Regions from separate parts of the Sus scrofa genome. Here region 2 is linked to region 1. A link is a contact called in public Hi-C data. All regions are on one chromosome and are shown on one strand. Each heading gives the region's core, a stretch centred on a gene start, on an enhancer-like site or on the middle of the called end of the contact. The rest is flanking DNA. Distances are from core to core; before and after follow the strand shown. Region 1 holds the start of C6H18orf8. Region 2 holds the start of TMEM241 (transmembrane protein 241).

Region 1 (6,989 bases), core at 2,521-5,020:
AAAGCTATGTCTTACCACGGTCTTGGAGGTCCTCTGAACAGCCAATATCTTATTTTCTAAGGAAAACTTGATGCATTTCACTTCTCCTTTGTCCTCCATCCTTTAAGAAGAAAGAACAGGCTATGAGCTTACACTTCCTAACTGCATTCTAGCTTCTATCATTTTGCGAGGGAAAAAAAAAGCCAAGTTAAATATTCAGAAAGCAGCAAATCTTAGTCGAAAATTCAAACCATGTTTCTGAAGCTCTCAGTCAGACCTCTTTTCAAATAACAAAGTCCTTTTCAACAAGTGGCTGGAGAAATCGACAGAACTGCAAGCAACAAGTGATTGAAGAATTGAGACCTCACTTTCACCTGAGGCTCCTTTCAGATGTAAATAAATCTATACCCCCACAGGAACCTTCACAGGCTGCTGCTCTCTCTCCATCACCCTCACATCAGCGCTTTCTTTTTTTTTTCTTTTGAGATGCTAGCAGCTGTGAACTATTTGTTTATTTATTTTTGATTTAAGTACAGCAGCGCTTTTGAAAGAAGTATCTACTCTTTCCGGCCCAATAGCCAACAGGCTGCACTGCCCAGGACGGCTCCCCCTGGGTCTTACAAAGGCCTCAAACAGGTGTTCCTGGGGAACCCAAGGGATGGGTCACAGAGGAAACTCCTGGAGAAAAGGAGTTGTTCACTGTCTTGATTGTGGGGATGGTTTCATGGACACCCATGTCAAAACCCATCAATTGCATGTCAAACATATGCAGTTAATGATAATTAGAACATAATAAAGCTATTCAAAATAAACGTTTTTAAAAGAGGGTAAATTTAGCATCTCCCCCGAGTCCCTGCCCCGCTCAAGCCTTCCTGAGCCTCCCCAGTCTGGATCATCATGGCCTCAACTTTCCACACCCAAGCAACCACCGAGTCGATGCCCATCTACACTGCCTTCAGGCTGGTCTTCACCGCACCTGCTCAGACTACAGCAACCGTCTCTTAATAGTATCCTGACTCTGACAGATTCCCAACTAATCAAGCTTCAATGCTGCAACAGTGTGCTCTTCCCAAAGAGTGACCTCTGTGCCACGCCCCAACTTTATCCTCAGTAACAAGAGAAAGACTGAATTCCACAGCAGAATATAGACGTTTGAGTCCACCACTGCCAATGGCCACAGCACCACCCACCCCTTCCCTGCATGAAACCTAATCTTCAGTTAGGTTTGAACTTGGGGTCCCCACAACTCATGATGCCTGCCTGCCTCCTTTTCTCTCCATCTGGGAGCCTCCTCTCTCCTCTGCCCAGAATCCTCCCTTTCAAGTCTTGCTCAAAGCTTGAAAAAAGCCTCCTGGGTAGTGGTTCTCCCCAGGCCACCTGAGGATAAACGTCCATGTCTTCTGTGAGGTCACAATCTGAACAGATCGCGATTATAGCATCTACCACAGTAAACAGTATGTGTCCGCTTACCAGCCTCCCACACTAAGGGTATGAGTTTTCCAAAAGGGGGCCAGGCAATCTAAAGGCCTTCACATACCTGGCGCCTAGCACAGGGGCTGCGATCAGTGTTTGCCAAGAAGAAGCTGATTCTTTTTTTTTTTTTTTTTTTTGTCTTTTTTGCTATTTCTTGGGCCGCTGCCACAGCATATGGAGGTTCCCAGGCTAGGGGTCGAATCGGAGCTGTAGCCACCGGCCTACACCAGAGCCACAGCAACGCAGGATCCGAGCCGTGTCTGCAACCTACACCACAGCTCACGGCAATGCCGGATCGTTAACCCACTGAGCAAGGGCAGGGATCGAACCTGAAATCTCATGGTTCCTAGTCGGATTTGTTAACCACTGCGACACAACGGGAACTCCTGATTCATTTTCTACTTCAAAAACTGTTTCCTATTAACATGGGCCAAATTTAAAATGTTTTCGAAGTCACCACTGAATTGAGCGCCGACACTGTACTTTCTCCCCTTCTGTAATCACAAGGGTTAAGGTGACCAGATAGTTTATCACCCAAATTGAGATACTGCTGAAAGTGAAAGGGGCTGCTATTCATAATTACACTGGTTCAACTTGCATAAACTGGGGCATCCAGCCACCTTCAGCCTAGTGGAAGCTGAGATTTTAATATACATTATGACATGGGAAGCAATGACCCAGAAATCTTCTCTGCCTCCCAAACACTCTGGAAAGACCCTGGGCCAAAAGAGGAAATGCAGGCCCTCCTTTGTCAAGAAACCAGAAACAGACACATCAATGCCCTGCATGGTTAATTTCAAGTGCCAGGAAGTAGGTGCCTTACATTGGTGTAGCTGGATCCCAAAACAACAGGGAAGGACTCCATACGAAGTGCTAGGGCATGCCACCAAGACTGCCCTGCAGGTGTCTGCTTTCCTCTTCCTAAAGATAGCGGTGTGCCCCCCATCCCCATGCCCCCATCCGTTCCCACCCCACCCCCCACCCCTGCCGCCACACAGACTTAAGATCTCTTAGGGAAGACAAAGCACAACATTTAAAACCTTTTTTTGAAAGAGAAACAAAAATAAACACACCATCTTGTTCCCAGATAGAAATATCCTGAAAACGTCAATAGATACCTAAATGAGATGGGGTTTCTGTCATCTGGGCCTTTAACTACCACGCCAGTAGCTCCACCAGATCGAACAGCAAAAACCTGAGAGGGAAAAGCAGCAACGTTAATGGTTCGAACTTTGAAAGGCTCTAGACACACATACCTACCTGTAATGATGATTTCTGCTACACCCCAACCTTGGTTCAACTAAACTAACGCGCGGCACGTATCAATCGCAGATGTCTGGTGCCGGCATGAATTTTAAGAAATAGAGACCAAAAGAGGCTACCATTCCTGGGCAAGACCGGGTTGGTCCAGAGGCTGCAAGGTGGGTTTTTTTGTGTTTTGTTTCGTTTTGTCTAATTGTTATTTCCCCAACACAATTTTTTTTCTACTGTACAGCATGGTGACCCAGTTACACATACATGTACACATTCTATTGTCTCACATCATCATGTTCCATCACAAGTGACTAGACATCCGAGGAGGCTGCAAGTTTTAATCCGTCTCTGCAAAGGCGCCGCGGATGCACTTAGGCACACCCTGCTTATCCGCCACCCTACTCCCCCTACCTTTAAATTCCGGTAATAAAGAAAACCTGAGGATCTAAATCTTTGAAACGGAACGGATGGCAAAGAGACAACAAACGGCGCCGGGGAAAGATCCGCTTGCTAATAGATGACCACAGCGGCCGGGGGGGGGGGGGGCAGGGTCGGTGCGGCGGGGGGGTGTCCACCCGAGCTGTCACTTCGGGGGCGAAAGCCCCGGCCGCAGCGGAGCCTGGTCCCTCGGCCACCCCACAGGAAAGGCCTGATGAGGGTCCCGCGCCCGCACTGCAGGGGAGGCCCAAGGCCTGGTCGCCCGGCGCCCGGCCCCGACGCGCGGGACACCGGTGAGGTGACGGCAGGGCGCGCGGCGCTGCGCGGGGAACAAGGCGAGGGCCTGCCCAAACCTGCTTGTTGGCCTCATCGAAGAAGACGCAGTTGACCGGGTTCGCCTTCTCGAAGTGCACCGGCCGCTCGCACAGCTCCAGGTAGTAGTTCTCCTCGCCCATAGCGGGAGCCGCGGCAGCGGCGGGGGATCCAGAGGCTGCCGCCAGCGTGAAGCTGAGTGAGAGGTGCCGGGCGCTGGGAAACCGGCTGTGCAGCAGAGGCGAAGGGGACAGCGGGGGAGGTGGCGACCTCAAGGGCCTGGAGGCTTCTTCCTGGTGCCACGCCCCCAGCCTCTAGCACGTGATCATCGGCTCTACGCGCTTAAACTGGCGACGGCCGGCCCGCCCGCTGCGGTGGGGCCCACCAGCCGAGACCACGCCCCTTTCTGCTCGGGAGGCTCCTCCCCTTTCCGGGTGCGGATGGCTGCAGACTGCAGCGTAAACCCGGAAGCCCAGGTGCCTAGGGCGGTTTCCTGGGTTGCGGATCCCAGCCAAACTAACCCTGGAGTTAGCGAAGCTTGGCTCTTACTCTGTCTTGGGAAGTTTGCTTAGGGCCTGATGCTCGCGTGGGGCAGGGCTGCCCCGCACCCACACACCGGGTCTGGAGAAAACATCCTTTCTCTCGGGAGGGCTTCTTGAGCCTGCCTCTGGAAGCTTAGTAAGGGAGATGAGTGCTATGGTCGGCACCCAGATGCTGTGACCAGGCAACGGGAAAACCTGTTTTTTAGATTGCGGGTCAGAAAGCCATTTTTGATGGCTTTGACATTTAGTGGGGAGTAGGTGTGGAAGCTCCTCTCCAAGGGATAGAGACAGAGCTGGAAGGCAAGAAGGGAAGATCACGAATGACACCTAAGTGTCTATTCTCAACAACATGATGGATTTTTTTTTTTTTAAAGGGCTGCACCGGCAGCATATGGAAGTTCCCAGGCCAGGGGTCTAATCAGAGCTGCAGCTCCCAGCCTAGCCACAGCCACAGCAGCTTGGGGTTCCAGAAGGTCTTCGACCTACACCACAGCTCACCACAACACCCGGATCCTTAACCCACTGAGCAAGGCCAGGAATCAAACCCATATCCTCATGGATACTAGTCGGGTTACCGCTGAGCCACTACAAGAACTCCCACCTGATGGATTTTGTCACCATTAGGATATTGAAGCTTGGAGTTCCCGTTGTGGCTCAGCGGTAATGAACCCGACTAGGATGCATGAGGATGTGGGTTCAATCCCTGGCCTCGCTCAGTGGGTTAAGGATCCAGCATTGCCATGAGCTGTGGTGTAGATTCCAGACCTGGTGTTGCTGTGGCTGTGGTGTAGGCTGGCAGCTGTAGCTCCAATTCAGCCCCCAGCCTGGGAACTTCCATGTGCAGTGGTGCAGCCCTAAAAAGAAAAAAAAAAAAAAAAAAAAGATATGAGGCTTGAGAAGTTTGGCAGGGAATATCAGGAGTTGAGTTTTGGACATGTGAATCCAAGGAGAAATGACAGCTACACAACTAGGATATATAGGCCTAAAGCTCATCAGAAGAGTGACAGAACTGGAGATAGACATTAGGAGTTATTGGAATATACATGGTATTTGAAGCCATGGTATTGCAAAGGCTCTACTATGACAGGAGAATGAAACACACACACACACACACACACACACACACACAAAACCAACCTTTAGAGGCCAGGTCCAGGAATTGGTAAAGGAGAATGAGGAGAGCCTGCCAGGGAAGTAGACAGAAAACCAGGGAGGGATTTGTCTCTGGAGGAAGTTCAGTGCGCTTTGACAAAGTCTTCGAGAAGGGAGCTAAGGAGAGCACTGAAAAGTGGCCTCTGTTTTTACCCCAGGGGTGTTTCCAAAGGAACATCATTGCTGCAGGGGTGGGAGGTGGAAGTGAGAATGGGAAGTGAGAACAGGGTGATAGCCAGCGAAAAATCCATCGTAACTGTACTGGAGATTCTTGCCTCTGAGGGGAGAAGAGGGATGGAGGTAGTGGTGGCTCTGGGTGGAAGGATGTAGGGATGAGTTAGGTATTTTAAATGAAAGTAAGAGCAAGGCTGTTCCAACTCTACTTCGCGTAAGAACCATGCAAGTCTGGTGTGGTGGCCAGGAGTTTGCAGAACCCAGGGACCCTGAGGCAGAGTTGGAGGACCACGTCTATGAACAGTGGACCAAAGCATCTTGGCATGGAAGGAAATGGGATATGCAGAGAAGAGGAGTATCCAGACAAGAGGAGGTGGGGTGAGACCAAGAGTTAGGGGAGCTGGGGGGGTTACACGTGGAAGATGGAGGCATTCGTCTCCCTACAAAATAATAACAAAGGAAAGAAAAGAAAAACAAAACTTGCTCCTTTAAGGCCCTTACTAGCTGGCTGTGCCTGACCTGCCTCTGTCATCTATTAACCAGGATTACAGCATCCTTCCACCACTTCCTGCCATCACCTACCAGCATTCCTGTGGTCAATCCATCCCACTCCCTGCCTTTCTGCACCATCTCCTGGATCCTCGGCCCTTTGTCCCTTCCTCTATGCCTGGTCTATCACCCTCTCCTTTCTTCTTTTCTCTCCTCATTTAGCCGCAGTAACATTTTCCTGTTCCAGTACTACTTTTGCCATTACACTTGGCGTCCTTCCTCCTCTGTCCTGGTTGCACTTGCCTGGCAAAGCCTCAGCCCTGGATGACCTCAACCACCTGCTTTTTTCGCACCTGAAGCTGGAGGAGCCACCCAGCTGGCAGAGGGCACCAGTGGGAGTGCAGATGGCCCAGGGTCCTGCATCCTACTGGTTCTCCGGTTCTCTGCAACACCTTGCCTTCTCCACTTTCCTGCCTCATCGCCCTACGTAGATTGCCTTGGCTTTCTTTGTGGAGAAAACCAAGGCCATCGGACGGTAACTGAACTTCACACCGGGTCCAGTCCACACAGCTTCTGCTTCCACCCTGCTGATCCTCCAGGAGGATAGAAAATGAGGGTAGAAAATGCAGTTGATTCTCCCACCTCTGCTCAAACCCTGGCTCCTAGAAATAGCCCTTCAATTTGTTCCTTACTTCCTCCTTAAAAGCAAAACAAAAATGGAACTGAAGACAAACACAAGGCATTCCCGTTGAGGCTCAGTGGGTTAAGAACCCAGCTAGTACCCATGAGGATTCAGGTCCCATTGCTGGCCTCACTCAGTGGGTTAAGGATACAGTGTTGCTACGAACTGCGTTGTAGGTCACAGACATGGCTTGGGTGCTGTAGCATAGGGCGGCAGCTACAGTTCCAATGCGACCCCTAGCCTGGGAATTTTCTTTCTTTTTGTTTTTTTGTTTTAGTGGCATCTGGAGGTTCTCAGGCTAGGGGTTGAATCGGAGCTATAGCTGCCAGCCTACACCACAACCACAGCAACTTGGGATCCGAGCTGCATCTGCAGTCTACACAACGCTGGATCCTTAACCCACTGAGCAAGGCCAGGGATCAAACCTGCATCCTCATGGATACTAGTCAGATTCGTTTCCACTGAGCCAGAATGGGAAAACCTAGCCTGGGAAT
Region 2 (6,989 bases), core at 2,356-4,855, 47 kb after region 1:
ATATTTGTCTTTCTCTTTCTGACTTAGTTCACTTAGTATGATAGCACCTATGTTGCTACAGATTTTGTTCTTTTTTAAGGCTGAGTAGTAGTATTCCATTGTGTATATGTACCACATCTACTTTATCCACTCACTGATGCATGGACATTTAGGTTGTTTTTGCATCTTGGCTATTGTGAATAGTGCCACTATAAACATAGGGGTGCATGTACCTTTTTGAATTATAGTTTTGTCTGAATACATGCCCAGGAGTAGGATTTCTGGATCATATGGTAGTTCTATGTTTCGTTTTCTGGGGAACCTTCACACTGTTTTCTGTAGTGGCTGCACCAACTTACATTCCCACCAGCAGTGTAGGAGGGTTCCCTTTTCTCCACACTGTCTCCAGTATTTAACAAATATTATTAATAGGAAAAATGCAGTTTGTCAATATGAGCCTGTAGGCCTATGTTATTTACTAGCGAGTTCTTGAATGAGGTAATGATGATTTTGCTGTGCAGTGGAATAAGCACAATGTTTAAAAGATTTAGCTCCTGTTTTTAATCCCTGTCATCTCTGTTGATAAACTCACTGGTACTCTGCAGAGACAAAGCTATTCTCGAATTTGCACTGCTTAAACACATGGGATCAGCAGATTCTTTGGTCTCTAAAGGGAACAGAAATAAAGTTCTTTAGTCTTCATTATTGAAACCAGTTAAGTTTATTTTGCAAGCAGCTGTTTCAGACAATCAACAAATATTTAGTGACTGCCTAGGATTTCTCCCATGGGAGCAAAAAAGAACTGTGAGATATAGTTGGACAGATAACATGATCAAGAATTATGAGTCTTTTAACTTTTTCTTATTCAAGATTGTTTTGAATTTCCATTTCAATTTTAGGATCAGCTTATTAATTACTGCAGAGAAACAAAATGGAATTTTTTATTTTATTTTATTTTTTTTAGGGCCTTATCCTCAGCATATGGAATTCCCCAGGCCAAGGGTAGAATCAGAGCTGCAGCTGCTGGCCAACACCACAGCCACAGCAAGACTAGCTCCGAGCCGCATTTGCTACCTATGCCACAGCTCATGGCAACACTGGATCCTTAACCCACTGAATGAGGCCGGGGATCAAACCTGCATCCTCATAGATACTAATTGGTTTCTTAACCTGCTAAGTCACAGTGGGAACTCCTTCTTGTGTTTTTGTTATGGAAGGGTGTTGAAATTTTATTTCATTTATTTATGTTTTGTGTAGCAGCTTGAATGTGGTATCTCAGTTCCCAGATCAGGGATTGAACCTGGGCCACAACAGTGAAAGCACAGAGGCCTAACTGTCTGACCCTCAGGGAACTCCCAGAAGGGTGTTGAATTGTGTCAAATGCCTTATCTGTTTCTGCTGAGATGATGGTGTGATTTTTGTCCTTTATTCTATTGGTATTAAATTAATTGATTTTCAGATGTTAAACCAACCTTATTTCCTGAGATAAATCACTGGTCATGGTGTATATTTCTATTTTATTCTATTTGCTAGGTGTTTTGTTGAGGATTTTTGCATCCATAGTCATAAGAGATATTGATATTACATTTTAAGGGGAATTTAGGGAGTTTCAAAATGTATGCAGCTGCTTCTGCCATTTTTGAGAATTCTCCATTGTGTGGTCAAAAAATTTATTATTAAGAAAGATTTGTGGGGGGGAGGAACCCACAAGGTATTGTTTAATCCAAGACCCCCTCTTTTTTTAATTCAATAAACATTAATTGAGTACTTATAGATCAATTTTCAAAAAGTAAATTTCTAACTATGGCCCTTTGAGCTCAAGATCTCACTAAAGTAGTTAAAACTTTTTTTGTATATAAAAGGTCTAACTTAGTCATATACAGCAGCTTGTTTGTTGGTGTAAGCCCCGATGATTTTATTTTATACAGCCTTAATTTAGTTCATTTTGTGGAACAAAATAATGCAGTTTTGGAAAAACCAATACCCCTAGCAAGATCTATTAGCACTTATGCTACAAATGTCAACTTCTATTTGTGTGGTTCTTTTTTTTTTTTTTTTTTTTTGTCTTTTTTGTTGTTGTTATTGTTGCTATTTCTTGGGCCGCTCCCGCGGCATATGGAGGTTCCCAGGCTAGGGGTTGAATCGGAGCTGTAGCCACCGGCCTACGCCAGAGCCACAGCAACGCGGGATCCGAGCCGCCTCTGCAACCTACACCACAGCTCATGGCAACGCCGGATCGTTAACCCAGTAAGCAAGGGCAGGGATCGAACCCGCAACCTCATGGTTCCTAGTCGGATTCGTTAACCACTGCGCCACGACGGGAACTCCCTTGTGTGGTTCTTTACTTCTGGTTGTTCCTGATTGCTAAACAAATTTTGTCAAAGAAAACAAGTTAAACAATAACTAGGGGAGTTCCCGTGGTGGCTCAGGGGTTAACGAATCTGACCAGGAACCATGAGGTTGCCCTTTGATCCCTGGCCTCACTCAGTGGGTTAAGGATCTGCGTGGCTGTGAGTTGTGGTATAGGTTGCAGATGCGGCTTGGATCCAGCATTGCTGTGGCTCTGGCATAGGCTGGCAGCTACAGCTCCAATTCAACCCCTAGCCTGGGAACCTCTGTATGCCGTGGGTGCAGCCCTAAAAAGACAAAAGACAAAACAAAACAAAACAAAAACCCAATAGCTAGGAAATAATAAGGCTCAAATCGAATTTATTCATCTCCTAAAAGAGCTCAGGGAAATCTCAGGTAAATAACAACCATTAATTTCAAGCAAATTCTATTAGGGAAAATTTTCTTTGTAAGGACTATTTAGCTCTGAAACAGGTTTTCTAAAATAATGTAGAGGAAATCCTAACTTTTTAGTTTAATTGTGTCTTAGGTGGAGACAATATATCTAGTATTGGATAATATAGCTTGATAAGCAATTTCACATTGGGAATACTGATTTAAAAAAGTGAAGGTTTCCAGGTGTTTGGGTTATTTCTAAAAATCTGTATGTTTCTACAGGTGGAGACACCTGTACCTCTAGATCCTGACAAAGTCCATCAGTATGTTTTCGTGCATACTTACTATTATCGGCCCCAAGCCTAAGTGGGTAATTTTTCCACGCTAGAGACTACGAAGAGCGGCTGTGCTTGCTTGTACTTGAAGAATTTATTTTATGGACATTTTAAAGGGCTTTTTACTTCCCCTACAGAAAAAACTATACTCGTTATATTTCCTCCACTCTCAGTCTTCCTTCTTTTAAAATAATACTTTTGTTGTTAGCTTTTTTGGGTGTCATTTGCTAAAGTAATACAGACTCAGTGTAGAAAATTGGGAAAATTCAGTAAAGCACAAATAACGTTCTGGTCCCATCAGAGAGCGCTATAAACACTTTTTTTTTTTTTGAATGGTAATAGATTGTGAATTGTTTTGTCAATTGCTTCTTTTCCCCTCTTCTACTTTTCTGCAGTAACAAAGATCCATGCTTGCTCCACAGGCTGTCGTAGCCTCTCTTATTGCCCCCTGCAGTCCCGGGCAGCTGGGTGCCGCCCTACCCACCGCCGACGGGGCGGGGGGAGGGGGGAGCTTGCTGAGCGGAGGCCCCTTTAAGAGGCGGTCCCCATGCGGATTGGCGGAGTTAGCACCCACGTGGCGGTCCTGGCAGTAGCGGCGTTGGCCGGCTCCCGCGGCGGCTTTGGGGTTCCCGGGGGTCCCCGGGAAGGGGTGCACATTGGCAGATGTGCATGAGGAGGTGCCTGGTCGGCCTCACGTTTTGTACCTGCTACCTGGCTTCTTACCTCACGAACAAGGTGAGGCGGGAGCGGTGCGGGGTGGTGATAATTGCCGGTGGGGGATGAGTCCCTAAATCGGACGTGGAACAGATGCTGCCTCCAGCTTTTTATCTGATTTGTTTCTAATGATGATGGAGAAGAAAACGACTGTGTACCATGCTCTTTTAGAAGTAGGATTATTGGGAGGTACTGTCCCCGTTTCTCGTCCTGTAGTGCATCCTTTACATCTCTTGGAAAACTGGTCATTTTGACCGGTGAATTGCCAGGAACTTATTTTTTGGATATGTGGGCTACTTTTTAGGGAAAGAAAAACAATTGGCTTCTGTTCCCCCGAGGAGGAGGAGGAGGAGGAGGAGTAGGAGAAGAAATCACACACATCCTACCTCCTCTTCTAAACAGCTCCTGCCCCAGAAACCGCAGGGCTCCAAAAGACTCTAAATAGAAAATATCAATCCATCTCCACTGTACATTACTGATTCCCAAACCTGTTTTTTCTAAGTCTCCATTTTAGGCACTTCCAGTATATTCAAGGGTTGTTTATGGAACTATTTAAAAAAATAAAATGTAAACTTTATTTAAAGTAAATGTCATAAAAACCCTTTTGATGAAGAGACAAAAAGACAGTGGTACTATTTTTTTGTTTTGTTAGGAGGGAGAAGCTGGCCTTGGATTTGGTACCATGCAATGAAATGTTGGACCCCTGTAAGCTAGGGTGGGCCATCACCCCTGTTCAGGATTTTGGGGTCACACCAAGCCAAAGTGGTGATAGGGGGCCTAGAACCACCTTCCCCCACTGTAAGGTCCTACTGCTCTCTCCCCACTCCCGCTTAAGGAAAAACAAAACAAAACCTTCTTGCTCTCTGGAAAAGAACTATTAGCAGGTAGCATTTTCTTAAACTTTTTTTCAAGGGCTGTACCTGCAGCCTATGGGAGTTCCCAGGCTAGGGGCTGAATCAGATCTGCAAAGAGTTGAGGAGATTGTGGAAAGAGAAAGGGGATGGGATCGAGGTGGTGGAGAGGAGATACAGGTCCAGGTAGGGGTGAGAGAGGTTGATAACAGGTCCCTGGGTAGGGACTTTGTACCTTTTAGATTATGCCATTGTTTCAACCAGGACAGGTTCACTTCCTTGTGGCAGCCAAGGCAGGTGAGGGTGGGCCAGGTGGAAGCCAGACGGAAAAGGAGCTGTGCCATGGGCACAGCATAGGTTCTCCTGCCTCTAGTCTCTGCCAAGTGAATTTTCTTTTAAGTTAGTTAAGTTTTTTTTGTTGTTGTTGTTGTTTGTTTGTTTGTTTTTGGGTGAGCCTGAGGCATACAGAAGTTCCTGGGCCAGGGATCGAATGCATGCCACAGCTGCTACCTGAGCCGCAGCAGTGACAACTGCTGGTTAAGCAGGTCCTTAACCTGTTGAGCCACCAGGGAACTCTGTGAAGAATTTTTTGTGTCTACAGTAGAGGATGTGCTCTTCCCGTTTTTAAAAGATTCTATGCTAGTTTCTTTATTTTCATATTTCTCTGTGTAGTTTTCTCCTCACGCTCTTTTCTATTTCTAGAAAGAAAATCGCTAAACAAAAAACACCTTGCACATTTATTTAAATTATTTAAAAGTATGGTTGATTTTTGTTTGAAGTTTGAACAGCAAGTAGTTTGGCTTTCCTGGCCCTTGAGGGCTGGCCTGTTCCTCCATCCTGTGAGAGGTTCCAGCAGTAACCAGGTCCAGAGCCCAGGCAGCTACCTCTCTGTCCCCTCACAGTGTTTAGCCCAGAGACAGAGTCCACGTCTTCTCTCCTTTCAAAGGCTCCCACCTTGTTCTTTCTTTTCCTTGAGAACTGCTCCCTGTTTTTCTACCACATAGCATTTTGCTCTGGGCAACGCTCTTCAGAGGCTTGAGGGGCTGCTGAAAGGAGAGATGGTTAGGACTTAGATTCCATTTATCAGAGATTTCTTTTCCCATGGTTTTGTTCACTATTCTTTAGCAAAGTGAGGTGAGAGCTTCAGCATTTTCTGTCTCCCTCAGTATCTAGGACAAAGCTCAGCACACAATAAATGAGCACTTGTTATTTCCATGATTGTTATGGTCGGTGCAGGACGTGGCCAGATGGCTCACTTAATCCTTTCTCTGTCTCCATTTTGCAAAGAAAATAGCAGGTAAAAGTGGAGAAGAACATATTGAATGATGTGAGTAAATAGACTTCAGAGAAGAATGAAAGTCCATTCCTAGTATATATAGACCTAGCAAATATAGACAGGCAGGGAGCCATAATTAGGGCATTTTGGAGCTCATGCAAGAGGAATTATGTGTTGACTAATCCATGAAGGAAAAAATAGAAATGTAAATTTCCCCAATACCAGTCTCTTGTGCTTTTTAGATCATGCCAAGAATCAGAAGAGTCCTTGTTTAAAAGCATTTAATGGTTCTTAGACTTTTAAAAAGTTCTTCGTGTTCAATTATAGAAAAAAATAGAAAAAGACACCCAAAAGGACAAAGTGATAATGTACTCTAAATTTGATTAAAAGGCGTCATAGGAATATAAGTTGGTCTTAGCTGAGTTGGCTTTTAAAAATCCTTAAGAAAACCCCAAAACTTAGGAGTTCCTATCGTGGCACACGGCAAACAAATTTGACTAGGAACCATAACGTTGTGGGTTCGATCCCTGGCCTCGCTCAGTGGGTTAAGGATCCAGCATTGCCGTGAGCTGTGGTGTGGGTTGCAGACTCAGCTCGGATCTGGCATTGCTGTGGCTGTGGTGTAGGCCAGCAGCAACAGCTCCCATTAGACCCCTAGCCTGGGAACTTCCATATGCCGCAGGTGTGGCCCTAAGAAGCGAAATAAATAAATAAATAATAAATACTAGAAAAATTAACAAAAAATCCTTTAAAAATCACACCAAAAATTGTTAGACACCTAAGCAGAATTAGGAAAAATTAAATCCTTAGAATGCAAAAACCAAACAAAGCCCTAAATATGGAAGGAAAACAAAGGAAAGAAAAACTAGGATGGAGCAGTTCTTGCTTGAAGAGAAACACAGAAGGAGATGGATTTTTAGGTAAAGTGGGCAGCAGATAAAGTGGGTACTCCAAGAAAACAGACTGTGTCCAGGGGTTCGTCTGTTTCATTTTTGTTTTTTTTCTGGAGCTGCTGTAGTCACAACATGGCACTCCTGGGGTCTGGGAAGATGTTGAATGGTCGAGTGTCCACAGCATCTGGCCCAGTTGCTCTGTGTCTCACTTTGCTCC

The links. Hi-C and Micro-C count contacts between places; a contact is called where the count stands out from the background.
Region 2: a Hi-C map of liver shows a contact between it and region 1, with 12 times the contacts expected there. The contact joins the promoter of TMEM241 here to the promoter of C6H18orf8 in region 1. A contact is called at or near these places in 2 of 5 promoter capture datasets (fetal liver and liver), 16 of 47 Hi-C or Micro-C datasets (alveolar macrophages, blood, embryonic fibroblasts and 7 more) and 2 of 2 datasets of contacts at active chromatin or transcription factors (alveolar macrophages and skeletal muscle).

The regions. Positions count from the first base shown.
Region 1 is chr6:108,373,544-108,380,532 of Sscrofa11.1, reverse strand. C6H18orf8 reads right to left here and starts at 3,770. Exons shown (of 18, transcript XM_021096181.1): 1 at 3,498-3,770; 2 at 2,571-2,647; 3 at 16-100. The coding sequence starts at 3,599.
Region 2 is chr6:108,326,354-108,333,342 of Sscrofa11.1, reverse strand. TMEM241 (transmembrane protein 241) reads left to right here and starts at 3,605. Exons shown (of 16, transcript XR_002345438.1): 1 at 3,605-3,773.